Linked DNA regions of Mus musculus: region 2 is linked to region 1. A link is a contact called in public Hi-C data. All regions are on one chromosome and are shown on one strand. The core of a region is the stretch at or near the end of the contact, and the rest is flanking DNA. Distances in the headings are between cores, read along the strand shown.

Region 1 (6,719 bases), core at 2,066-4,565:
TTAAGTGATCATGTGAGTCATTTTTCTGTGGTAGTCACACGGATAGTGTGAGTGGGGTTTTAAAAGCATTGGATGTTAGTTCAGGAAGATTGGCTTTGAGTGTAATTCCCTCTCTCATCGTTTGCACAGTATTCGCCTGGGAATTTTTCTCAGAAGATACCCCATAGCACGAGTGTTTGTAATCATCTACATGGTGAGTAATGAGTAATGCCACACTTGAATTTCTGTCTGTTGTTTTAGCTACTAATCATATTCGTATTTTACCAATCAACTTTGAAAGGCAATATAGCTCATTTTTTGACCGTTAAGCTTTTCTTAAAATACTTTACAAGTTAGCATTTATTATGTTGAAAACATAAGTGCTGAGTTTTCCTGCTGATAAAATTAGCTGTAATGTAGGTTAACGGTCACTTCCTTTTTTTTTTTTTTTTTTTTGGTTTTTCGAGACAGGGTTTCTCTGTGTATCCCTGGCTGTCCTGGAACTCACTCTGTAGACCAGGCTGGCCTCGAACTCAGAAATCCTCCTGCCTCTACCTCCTGAGTGCTGGGATTAAAGGCATGTGCCACCACGCCCAGCAGTCACTTCCATTTTTAAGCCTGTCTAATGACAAAATAGTATAGAACAGCTGGTTTAATTTTTATCTTAATGCTGCAAAGTTGCTTTGATTATTTTCATGTGTTTTACTTTATTTTTCTAGAAGGATCTTTAAGGCCAGTACATTTTCCTCTGGATTTTTAGTTGCAAAATCAATTGCACTAGTTTGTGGTATTGGTTTATGTGTGCTGTGCCTGAAAGCCCACTCACTATGCTGAGAGAGGATGGCTTTAACAGGTTAGGCTGAGTTAAGGCTATTTTCTTAAGAAAGAGAAACCTACTTTTAAAGGAAATTTCTGTGCTCCATTAGAGGGAAGAATTCTTTCTCTAAATAAAAAGATTTAAGAAAGGAGGATGAGTGGGGAGGAAGAAAAAAAAGAAGGATATCAGAAAGGATTTAGGGTGCACTCCATAGGGACTGTCAGGTGTGAACAGACACCATGACCAAGGCAACTCTTATAAGGACAACCTTTAACTGGGGCTGGCTTAAAGGGTTCAGAGGTTCAGTCCGTAATCAAGGCAGGAGCATGGCAGCGTCCAGGCAGGCAAGGTGCTGGAGGAGCTGAGTTCTACATCTTCATCCGAAGGTTGCTAGGAGAAGACTGGCTTCCAGTCAGCTAAGACAAGGGTCTTAAAGTCCATGCCCACAGTGACACACCTACTCCAACAGGGCCACAATTTCTAATAGTGCCACTCCCTGGGCCAAACCATATTCAAACCACCACAGGGGCCAACTGCCCAAGTACTGGCAGCCACAAGTGCTCTGGGTACCTGTCAGTGTAAGATGCTGTGTGTTGCATCCTACAGAGTTTACACACCCCAACCAATGGGACTTCATGACATTCAGACTGCCCTGAGTATCACTGACATGTTGTTCCTATCGGGTGTACTTCCCCATCTCTTCATCAGCAAAGCTGGGGAAACTGTCCCTTCTACTTACTGTTGTACATGAACTGTTCTACAAGGTCTTGCCAGCCCAGCCGAAGTCTGTCTGTCTGTCTAGCAGCGCTATCCAAGCCCTCTTTGCATTCGAGTCATGAACGTTTGGTGTTCAGGCTCTCCTCTCAGCTGAGAGGTCTGCAGTGTGCAGCTCTGTGCCTGAGCTCATTGGGTCACACATTTCTCCATCATTCAGCCAGTAAACACACACTGAGCCCCAGCTGTGCTCCAGACTCTGTCCCAGATGGGTATGAAGACAAGCATGGCCCCGTCCTCCCTGTACAGTCCTCAGGTAAAGACTGATTTCTTGGCCGGCACCTGAGTTGTGTTTTCTCCCTCTAGGCTTTGCTGCACCTCTGGGTCATGATCGTACTGCTGACTTACTCACCAGAAATGCACCATGACCAACCGTACGGCAAGTGAACAGAGCCACTGGTTCCCATGAGTGCCTGCCATTGTCCAGAGCTGGGATCTGCAGAAAGATCAGCACTAAGACTGCTAGGAACCGTGCACAAGATGGTTTCTTCATGGAGAGCTTTTAATCTTTTAACTTATTTCTCTGGTGTCTGACTCTCCCCTATTCCCATAAGAGTCTCTAAATGCAGACAGTAATTTGACAAATTAAGCTCAACTTTTTCTGAGTTCAGTTCCCTAGATATGTATAGAGAAAGAGAAAAGGCGATTTGGGGGTGTTCACCTCTGTACAGACCTTTCTATATTTTAGGTGACACTGATTATGGGTTATAATCAGGGAAACTAATTGTATTTAGGGATTAAAAATAAAAAGATTTCTTTTTTAATAATTTAGAGTGCTTTATATTTTCATATATTTAACTGCAAATATTTAATGTTTTCATGTTAGATTCTTGGTATAATTCTTTTTGAAATACATAAATAAAATTCACTGTGCATTTTTCTTTTTTTTTTTTAATAACGACTTTAATCCCCTTTAAAAACATTTCTGATGGTTATCAGTGAGTGCAACTGAAAGTCACAGCTGCAGTCACTAGGTGGCTGTAGTAGTTCCCCACTGCTTTCCTTTCTACCCCTGAGTTGTCTTGCTTCCCCCAGTGTGTATCTCATGGAGTGTATAGCCCCTGCTTGTAGCATGTGGGAGATGTCTATTTACCAATACTGTAGCCGGGATACTACAGTTACAGTGAGTAAGTACACAGTTTTCTGTATGACCAGCATGTTCTTTGAATTGTCCTTCCTCTTCGTCTTCGTCTGTAGATTCACACATTTTGTCACCCAAGTCCTGGTGGTCTCTTTGTATATAGTTAATGCATGTGGCTCTTGGACAGTGAGTGGCAGCAGTCCCCTCTTGGGTCTGTCTTGGTGTGGTCACTTGAATGCCTGCGGAGAACCTCGGTGACACCATTGCCACAACTTGAACTGGCACACAGGTCATAGAAACCTTGTATATCATGAAATTTATGTTTCCTGTTTTCTATAATTAGATGTTAGGCATATTTGGGCTTTTGTTTTCAGTGTATCGGGAAAGAAAAGGGCAGGATGTGCCACATCATATAAACGGGGGCTTGGCGTAGAGACGAGGAGATCGATAGCAGGATTCTCACTGGCATGAGCCACGACAGTGGGAGCTACGGAGTTAGAAAGAGTGCAGTCTTGTTAATGGATTTTAGGATTTGCTTTTTTTCTCTTCGTTTGGAAATGTTTCAGGAAAATGATTAGAACCAGGTTCCACCCTTAAATGGAAGCAGCACAAGCGCCGCTGCCAGACTTCCCGTCTCTGTGGAGTCCTGGCTTTTGTTGGGACATCTGTAAGTCTTTTGTCCAGTCTGCACATTCTTGGCTTGGGCAATGTTTGACTAAGTGTTTCCGGCTCTGCACTCACTTGCCGTTAATTGAGTTTCAGATTCATTACTCTTGACCACTCACAAACTGGGCAAGGTAATGTGAAACCTTGACCTCATTAGAAGGCTTGCGGGAATGCCAAGTCAGTGTCTTCTTGTTCCCAGTACGTGTAGTCAAAGGGATTTCAAACATGCAAACATATTCTTGGACTGCCTTGTATTAATAGGTGTCCGTTGAAAAACATTATTTTTAAAATTCCCTTTCTAGAAATTGCCCTTTATGAAAACCACCATTTCTACTGCTACAGAGCAAACCTTTCCAAGGAAAGATTTTTTTTTTTTTCGAAAATATGGTCTCTGTTGAGTAGCTGGAGCGTCTAAGGTAAAGGGGCTCAAATCCAGCCAGATGCTCAGCTTACCTGTGGGATAGGGCACACTCCTCAGGCCTCACCAAGCTCCAGCTCCCAATTGCCAGGGGTCACCTGAGTGCTGGAAATGGCAGAGTGAACCTCAGTGTGGGTGCAAGAAGGCAGGAGGAGCTGGTGAAGCCTAAGAGTCGAGGACCAATGGCCCGTGGCACTTGGGACTGACCAGCCTTAAGAGTCCCAACGGAGAAGCAAATGGACCTCTTAGAATTAAGGGTTAGCACTCTCTGAGAAGGAGGCAGACAGCACCAGTGGTAAAGGCACAGCAGACCACTCAACTGTCGTTGTAACTGCTACTGCCCCTTGCTTCGTGATAACCCCTATTAGCCTTTCGAAGTTACTTGCTCCCACCCTATATCTGACCCATGACACATCCAGAGATGCTGTGTAAACAAAAAGGGAATAGATAGTGCTTGAGCAAGTTTCCTATCCCTGCCTTCCAGAAGTTCTCCACCTGTTAGCATTCCACCATGGCTCCCGTGGCTGAACTCTTGGACAGCATGCAGCTGTTGGTTTTAGGAGGTTGGAAACCCTTAGAGGTTAACCCTGACTGGCAGGAGAAGGCCACTAGGGGGCATGCCTTGACCCCACTCCTCTCTGTTTTCCCAGGCCACTAAGATAAGAGCAGTCAGCTCATGGCTGCACGAACCCCAGCCATGCCTTCCCTTTCAGACCGTGAGTCAGAAGAACCTCACCAGGTACTGCTTTCTGCTTTCTGTCAGCACTGAGAAGAGGACGATACAGTTCAACTCAAGACTAACCCTTCCATTAAAATTTGACCTTCACACCGGGCGTGGTGACGCACGCCTTTAATCCCAGCACTTGGGAGGCAGAGGCAGGTGAATTTCTGAGTTTGAGGCCAGCCTGGTCTACAGAGTGAGTTCCAGGACAGCCAGGACTACACAGAGAAACCCTGTCTCGAAAAACCAAAAAAAAAAAAAAAAAAAAAAAAAGAATAAAATTTGACCTTCAGCCTGTGGCAGTGGTGTCGCATGCCTTTGAACCCAGCACTCGGGAGGCAGAAGCAGGTGGATTTCTGAGTTCGAGGCCAGCCTGGTCTACAGAGTGAGTTCCAGGACAGCCAGGGCTACACAGAGAAACCCTGTCTCAAAACTCAAAAAAAAAAAAAAAGACCTTCAAATTCAAGCCATCAAAGATGCCAGCAATCCACCCCACTTCTTGAGTGTCTGCTACTGCTCAGCTCTGTTTCTGCCTTCTCCATTTCTTCCTGCACTCAGATGTCTATTTACACTTCTTAGTAAGTCCAACCTCACAAAAAAGAGGGATGCCCCAGTGTCTCTTCTGCCCACATTCAAACCACACCAATACACCTGTTTGCTCCTGAGAACATGGGCTCAGTGGTTTGCTCACCAGATACCTCAAAGTAAGCATGGCTTTTTCCTTTTTCTTTTTCTTTTTCTTTTTCTTTTTTTTTTTTTTTTTTTTTTTTTTTTGGTTTTTTTCGAGACAGAGTTTCTCTGTGTAGTCTTGGCTACTCACTCTGTAGACCAGGCTGGCCTTGAACTCAAAAATCCACCTGCCTCTGCCTCCCGAGTGCTGGGATTAAAGGCGTGCGCCACCACGCCCGGCTATGGCTTTTTCAAAGTGCACTTTAGAGAAGAATGGGTAACCTTTTGTAAGCTACCTTGACGGTAAAAATTAAGTGGCAAGATTATTTTATTTTTCAATGTTTAAAGTCTTTGAGAATATAATATGAAATATATAGAGGGAAGAGTTTATTTGGGAATTTGGTCCCAAAGAGTTAGATGACTAGATGTCCGTGAATATGGTGAGGGCATGGCAAAAGGAACAAGAAGCTAAGAGGTCATGTCTCAATTGCACACAAGTAGAAGAGAACAGTGAGGGTGAGGCTATAAACCCTCAAAGCTCACCACAGTTTTGCACTTCCTCCAGGATTCGTAACTTCCCTAAACAGCAGCTAAGGACTAAGTGTTCAAATCCACCAGTCCATGGAGGGCATTTCTCATCCAAGCCACACAAAGGTGGGTGCCATCACCTCCTGGCATTTATTTATATATATATTTTAAATATTTTTATTAGGTATTTTCCTCATTTACATTTCCAATGCTATCCCAAAAGTCCCCCATACCCTCCCCCCCACTCCCCTACCCACCCACTCCCACTTTTTGGCCATGGCGTTCCCCTGTACTGGGGCATATAAAGTTTGCAAGTCCAATGGGCCTCTCTTTCCAGTGATGGCCGACTAGGCCATCTTTTGATACATATGCGGCTAGAGTCAAGAGCTTCGGGGTACTGGTTAGTTCATATTGTTGTTCCACCTATAGGGTTGCAGATCCCTTTAACTCCTTGGGTATTTTCTCTAGCTCCTCCATTGGGGGCGCTGTGATCCATCCAATAGCTGACTGTGAGCATCCACTTCTGTGTTTGCTAGGCCCCTGGCATAGTCTCACAAGAGACAGCTATATCAGGGTCCTTTCAGCAAAATCTTGCTAGTGTATGCAATGGTTATTTATATTTTTAAGAATGAAAAATATTTGGAATAATCTTCTTTTAAATGGTAGTAAGACTACAACTTGAATTTGAATCATGAGTGTGGTGTGTCCCAGCTATAGAATGTGAACAGCAGGGATCTGCCCTCGGGGATCTTACAGTTAAGTGGGAAGGCAAACTGTAACTGTCATTTAGTGTTAAGTCACTAAACAGAAAGAAGTGGGCCATGGGTGTGAAGTGGGGCAGCAGGGGGTGGCACTTGTGTGGTAGTGCGGGAAAGAAGGATATGGGTGGACTTTCTCACTGAAGGTTCAGTGTGTATGGAACATCTGGCTGAGCACACACAGTATGCTTAGAACCACAAAGGGCCAGTGTGGCCGGAACAGAACTGGAGCCGAGGACATGCACAGCCAGCCTCAAGGGACTGTCAGCCAATGAAAGGACTTAGGTTTCAAAACCTCCTCTGTGCCT
Region 2 (6,719 bases), core at 1,522-4,021, 72 kb after region 1:
CCTGGAAAGTTCACCTGCCCACCCTCCTCTATTCCTGCACGGGAGACCTGACCCGTGGAGAATGCTGCCTGGCCAGGAGGCAGGTACTTGATAACCGGGGCTGGTTTACCATGTGTGACCCTGTAGAGGAAGGAGCTCCAGGGGACGCAGCACTGCCCACTCTGCTTGTTCTCAAGGCAGAGTCTGGTGATTCTACTCTGAAAGGGCAAAGCTGTCATTAAATGTCTTCTCTTTAAAGACTGTGACCACGTACAGAATGCGGTTTGATCTCAGTAGTTTATTCCGGAGACAAAGCAGTGCAAGAGGCGGCCACGCTTCCCACCCCCTGTTTTCAGGGTCAGGCCTGGGAAGGTGACTTACAGACATCAATCAGTTCAACACTCAGGTCCTGTAAACGTGGTTAGTCCTGGGGCTCTGCTTCCGAGGAAGCCAATCGGCTTCTCCTTGCCCAAAGGATGCCCCTGCATGGCCCTTAGTGGCCTTCCCAGGGCTGCTGCTTCTAGTGTACTCTATCTTATTAGACCTAAGGACAACCCAGAGGCCTCATTCTCTTTACATAGTGAGCTGATGTCTTAAGACACAAGATCACCCTTGGGGGTCCTGGGCTGCTGACCTGGGGCTCCACAGGGGTCCTTTCCTGTGGGCTTTGGGGCCAGTGGGTGGTCTGCCAGCTGCTGTGGGGTCAGAGTGAGTCTGAAATGGGGCACAACTCCCTTGGGGGCTTGCCTGGTGCTCAGTGCAAGGGACTCGCTATGAACACAGCAGGAAGGAGCTGGGCCTTGCTGTTCCAGGAGGGGCTGTCGCGTGTGAACAGGAGCAGCCCTGTGGGTGGTCTCCTCTCACCTGAAAAGAGGGACCGGATGATGACATGAGGAAGCAGAGATCCTCGTGGGCTAGACCACTAGACCAGGCCTTCAGTTCTCTGTTTCAGGAGCCACCCTGAAGAGATGAGGTGGTGGAGGCCTGAAGACTCACGGAATGATCTGTTGGAAGTCCCAGGGTAAATCCTGGGTCCTGGCAGACTCCTGGACTCCTAGTCAGATGGCTCCTTCCTGGATCTCAGTGAGCAATAGGGTCAGGGTAGGGTGGATAGTGGCCTGCTGTATTCCACGAGCCAGTGAAGACTAGCAATAGCCAGTGGGCTTCGGCTACACCCACAGGAAGCTCCTTTCCCTTCCTACAACCCAGATCCTCCATGCAGAGCTCCCGAGGGGGCGTCTACTGCTTCCCTGGCTTTGGAGAGCGAGGTGGGGGGGCAAGGGTTAGCCTTGGAGGAGAGCACATCTGGGACAAGAGGGAGGGTGAGGTCTGGGTGTGGGCAGGTGTGAAGAGGAGGGGAACTGGGAAAACCGTTCGTCCTTCGCCTGCTTAGCTGCAACAGCCTGGCCAGATATGGGCTTCCTTCCTCGGTGCCCAGAGCCTGGCCCACAACAGCCATGAAGACAGACATGCACACTCACCCTTGCCATGACAAACACACACACACACACACACACACACACACACACACACACGCACCCCCCCCCCTCACATTCAGACCTAGTGTTGAGAACACAAGCGTGTGTAAACTCAGTGAGGACCTCTGCACAGCAGGAGTCAGGCGGCGTCCTCGAGGCTGGGCCACTTGATGTTCTGCTCTGTCTCCCCCCCTTCATTCCGATCATAACATCAGAAAATCAGGTAAAAAATTAAAACAGAGAAGCCTCAGATCACCAGGAATTCTTAGTAGTGTTCCCATGTGGAGCTGCTGGCCCAGTGGGCATTTTCCACGCTCTGCCCCTCTGGGTCCTGGGCTCTGTGGCTACTGTGAGGAAGCCTTGGTGGCCAGAGAGGCCACACAGTGCTGCTGGAAGCTGGGTGATACGCCAGTGGTGCAGCCAAGTCTCTGGTGCGGCAGCTTGGCGGAAGCACCAGCGCCCATGTTGCCTGCTTCGGTCTCAGTCTTCCAGGGTGTGTCCTGGCCCTTCATGCTGCCACAGCAGCCAGGGCTGGCACTGCACGTCCGCTCCCCAGCCAGGCTGCCTGCCGGTTCCGCCAGGAGCCTGTTGTGCCTTAGCGGGGCCACTTCCTCCGTGGCAGCTCCTCCCGTGCTCTGGCCTTGCAGAACTGTGGCAATGTGGTTCAGGAGGTCGGTAAAGAACTCACTCACTCCTTCATAGCCTGGAGATGGGAGACAAAGCAGGCACTGGGCATTAGCCAGGGGATAGGAGAGGAGAAAGAAGCAGACATAACGGGCTCCTGGGACCTGAGGAGGCACTTCCAGTACCCCACTGACAAAGGAAACTCAGGTTTGGCAGACAAGGCAGGGTGTACATGGTCCACAGGCTGGCTAGACCACAGTCTGTCCCCTGAGCATGAGAGGCCCACACCTCCAGCAGATAAAAAATGAAATCTTGTCTTGCTAGGGACAGCCCTTGCTCACCAACTGCTGTAGTTTGGGTAAGCAGGGCTCTTTCCAAAGCCCACGTGTTAAATGTTTGTCCTGAGCTCAAGGGGCTGCTGAGGTGCTAGAGGAGCCTGCTAAGGAGACTGTCCAGTCATCTCAGACACGCCACAGTGTAACCAAGGGAGTACCAAGAGGTTAATAAAACCTTGGCATGTGCTGCAGTGACATTCCTACTACTGGCACAAGTTGAGGTGGCATTCATTATGTGGGGGGGCCAGGCTACTGGGTCACTGAGTGTTATTTGGCAAACTACTTACTCTGTGGTTTTGAGGAAGCCTGAGGCTGTCTGAGAAGCAAGGGCACTCACGTTAAAGCTAACGAAGTGGCTGGCAAGCAGTAGAGCATTGCAAATGTCAACGCTATCTTCACAACTCTGTCCCTAGTATACACGTGGGGATAAGGGAAGTCATCTCACAGGGGACTTTGCAGCTCCATGAGGCCCCAGGTCACAAAACTCCTACGTGGCAGAACTGTGACCTGACCCATATCCTGGTCTCGTGTAACTGGTATACGAGGTACTGAGAAGCCCTGCTGCAGGACCCAAAATCCCATTAGCTCTGGGAAAGGGTGAAGGGCAAGGCAGACACGGGTTTAAGTATGATACAGGGTGGGGCGGAACATCAGGACACAGCTGGCTGCCGAGAAACCCAGGAGGCTGCCACCTAGCAACTACTCTGCTTTAGCTCCCGGATAAAGCCCAGAGGACCAGGTAGACTTCAGCAGAAAGTGAGGGTAAACTTTCCAGAGTACTGCAGAGTCACCTCCTGGGGGCTTGCAGTAAACAGGCTGAGGTAGGTTGGTGTTTGTCAGCCTGGGAGTGAAAACTAGCAGAGCAGGTGCCAGCATGGGAAAGGCATCCATTTGTACAGAAGCAAAGGTAAGGGCTATGCAAGGTTGCCTGAAACGTCACAGAGTGAAGAGGTGGGCCAGGATCAGAACCTGGTGTTCTAAGACATCAAAGGCCTCAGAATCCCAGTGAAGGCTCTGGGCAGATAGGCTACAGCCCGTTGGGGGACTGTAACCATGGATAAGGTCCTTTAGCTTCCAGTATCACTTCTCGCAGGCAAGCAGAGATCACAGCACACGGCAGGGCGAGTAGCACATGCCGCTTCTGCTACTCAGGCTTGCTGATCTGAAAAGCGGGGTGAGGTGATAGGACTCCCACCTATCCTCATGCCTCCCAGGCTTCCTGAGTGGCAGCAGGACCCAGAGCCTCTATCTCTGTCGGGCCCAGTCGTGCACCAAGTCACCTCCCAGATACCACCTCCTCTCTGCCTGAGGTCCCTGGGACAATAGAACCCTTAGGCCATCTCTTAGCATCACCAGCTTCGGCTGGGCTCAGCCTTATCAATCTATGAGTCACAGACCCACCACATGGCCCTGTCCACCGAGACAACCCAGCTCTCGGCTCCTCTGGCAGAAGACCCTGTGTTCATACTGGCTCTTAGTGACTGTCTCCCTGGCTGTTGGGAGGGGCCGCCCATCACCAGTGGAAAAGTGCTCTATGTGTTCTTGGATCACTGACATTTTTACTTCATCTCTATGACACTCCTGGCATACAGCAAACCCCCTCAGTCTATACTCTAGCTCACCTCAAAGGCCCCACCATCTACACCTAGGGGGTTGGGAAATGCAGAGCTGGATTTGAACATGCTGGTCAGACACAGGCCTCAGAGACTGCCCTCTGACCCCATCAGGTCCCTCCTGGTATCCGAGCTGCTCCTCTTCAGCGTCGGTCCCTTTCCTTTGCCGAATTCTCTCTGGTGTCCCATACGTGACAGAGGAGCCACCACTGGCTGCCCCACCCCCATCCTCTGCCTTCTCCCAACTGTGGTGTAAGTTCTGAGAGCAGGAAATGTAGCCCTGGCAGATGTCAAGTGAATGACAGATGGAGTTGGTGGCCTCCTTGGGGGTCCCTAGTACCTTGCTGTGGATTGTGATGGTATGGAATGGTTCATGTTCTCTCTGGGGGTTTAACAGGATATAGGCACTAAATTATACCCAGGATGCTTGCTTGGCACTGCTGAGGTGGCTTCCTGGCTACACATGTCCCCGAACAGCAAGGTGGAGCTAGCTATTCCTTCAAGAAAAAGAAGAACATCCAAGAGCAACGGCATCACTATAGTCCCAGTTACTTAAGAGGGTGGAGGGTGTGGAAGTGGTTATGAGCTGGGAGCTTTGGGCTAGCCAGAGGCAGGGATACCTGAGTCTGGAGAAGTGAGCCCATGGAGACTCAAAACTGGACTGTGCCTTTTTTTTCCATTTGATCCCCCAACCCCACCCCAGGCTCCTTGGGCAGGGTCTTGTTATGCAGTCCCAGATGGCAATCCTCCTGCCTTAAGCCTCCCAAGTGCCAAGATGACAGGCATGAGCCAGCGTACCTAAAAGGCTTCTACACCTCTCAGCTGCAGTGATGATGTACAGAACACTGGCCTGAGGGTCTCCAGGGCACGCTGCCAGCCTGTGAGCACTCTCCCTGCCAGCCTGACAGATCCACTAGGACTCGGTTGGTGGTAATCCCTCAGGCCCCTGGCCAAATAGAGACTGAGGGACGTTCAGCAGAGTCCCGCTCCAAGCCAGACGTGTCCTGAGGCTCCAGCAGCGAGGGGATATAGTGGGGGGATCTTTGTGGCAGCAGACACTGTAATGGGGAATGCTGTGGCAGGGCGTGGGTCTGGCTCTCAGCCTTGCAGATCAGGACAGTGGTAGCAGTACTTTCTCAGGAGGATCTGGCCTTGCCAATTCATATGATGTGACCTCAGAAAAATATTGCCACTAGCGAAGCCTCAGTCTCCCTACCTGTGAATGACAGGGGTTGAGTCTTCCAAGTCCTTTGTAGCTATCCAGGTCTGGAAGGGCCAATGGGATGGACTAAGTAGGCCAGTCAGGACTAAGGCTGATAGCAGGATTCAAAGATGGGGGAAGAGTATACAATGCTGTGGGGGGCTTGGGGGTGGTACCTCCCCAGACAGGTATCTGGGGCTTCACTGCTCTCTCTGTCTTAGAAGAGGAGGCTGCATGGCACTCAGCCTAGATTCCAGCATGAGGAGGGATCTCCCATCCCCAGCCAAGCTGACTCGTTTCCCATCCCCTGAAGATACCAGGCAGCCAGAGGACCACCCGTGCAGGGTCACCCAGTCCCGCTGCTCACCTGGGAAGGCATTGACATCGATGACTGCATGCTGCCCGGTCTGGTTGTTAATGATGATGTCAATTCCAAACAGTGACACTCCCAGCGCCTGCCGCAGAGCCCGGGACAGCTCCCGGATAACCTCATCGCTTGGCCGTTCGAACACACCCTCGATCTTGTCCAGCTGTGAACACATACACAGGTCAGGCTTTTGTGGCTAAGGTACCATGCAAAGAAGACCCCTCTCATGAAAAGCACTACCATCCTTCCAGCCAGGAGGTGGGGCTAACCCACCACGGTGCAAGCTGCCAGGCCCTGGAGTGTCTGAGATCAGTACATTAACAGGCAGGGAAATGGGCTCACAGAGGGACAGGGGCTGGCCCGGGGTCACAGGAAGGAGGAAGATATGGTCTGTTACGGAAGAAGACATTAAAATGAAGACAGCATTGGGGTCAGAACTTGAAGGCAGGCACAGCCAGGTGGAAGTGAGTACCAACCAGCACCAGCACCATGCCATTTTGCTGGCACAGGATCCAGGGAGCAGGTCCGGAGAAGAGTGTTTCTCTCTTCCTCGCTGAGATGTACTAGGTGTTTGCAAACAACATCCCATCCCGTGTGACCTGGGCTTTCCCAAAGCTGCTGCTGGCTGTTGCTCCTGCCCGACTCTAAGCCTAGCTTCCCAGGATGTCTTCCACAGGCCTCTGGCCCAAGTCTGCCCACCCTGCCCCCGACACCTCCACTGTTACATGTTTTCTGCTTTCTGGGAAAGGCATGTGTTCTCACATACAGCCATGGGCCAGCATCTCTGAAGAGCAACGAGTCTTGGGGAGGGACCGTAGATGAGGATACAGATTCAGATCCCATCAGAGATTTCTCAGCTCCGATGACTTGGCTATAGTACCTGGCCCGTGCCTCCATTTGATTATCTGTACAATGGGAATGCTTAGGCTTCCATCATAGGTTTCTGGGCGGGACAACAAGGTAGGGACAGTGCAAGCCTGGCTTCAAGGTGTAGCTCCTGAATACGAGGACGCAGACTACATCACCTCATGTTGAACTGTCACAATAGAGTGCACACTAGCTGACAATAAGTACTGAGATCTGGGGAAAGGGGCAGGTTCAAACCAAAGTGGGAAATGAAAC

The links. Hi-C and Micro-C count contacts between places; a contact is called where the count stands out from the background.
Region 2: a contact with region 1 is called in a Hi-C map of the N1E-115 cell line, with 5 times the contacts expected there. The contact joins two enhancer-like sites. A contact is called at or near these places in 6 of 39 promoter capture datasets (the 3T3-L1 cell line, the C10 cell line, embryonic stem cells and 2 more), 2 of 15 datasets of contacts at CTCF or cohesin (large pre-B cells and pro-B cells), 41 of 484 Hi-C or Micro-C datasets (the AML12 cell line, B cells, the Ba/F3 cell line and 26 more), 6 of 115 datasets of contacts at active chromatin or transcription factors (acute myeloid leukemia, bone marrow-derived dendritic cells, embryonic stem cells and 1 more) and 3 of 9 other capture datasets (adipose tissue, liver and pancreatic islet).

The regions. Positions count from the first base shown.
Region 1 is chr12:102,495,571-102,502,289 of GRCm38.p6, forward strand. Golga5 (golgi autoantigen, golgin subfamily a, 5) reads left to right here. Exons shown (of 13, transcript NM_001199004.1): 12 at 130-193; 13 at 1,877-2,337. The coding sequence ends at 1,957. Among named protein-coding and RNA genes, the nearest start is that of Golga5, 30 kb to the left of the region's middle. Within about 2 kb of position 3,316, at least 67 of the 459 cell types and tissues checked have an H3K27ac peak or open chromatin away from gene starts, as enhancers often do. A contact at or near this core is called in the N1E-115 cell line, where this site is marked.
Region 2 is chr12:102,568,325-102,575,043 of GRCm38.p6, forward strand. Itpk1 (inositol 1,3,4-triphosphate 5/6 kinase) reads right to left here. Exons shown (of 10, transcript NM_172584.3): 9 at 5,598-5,760; 10 at 259-2,160. The coding sequence ends at 1,802. Among named protein-coding and RNA genes, the nearest start is that of Chga, 17 kb to the left of the region's middle. Within about 2 kb of position 2,772, at least 21 of the 459 cell types and tissues checked have an H3K27ac peak or open chromatin away from gene starts, as enhancers often do. A contact at or near this core is called in the N1E-115 cell line, where this site is marked.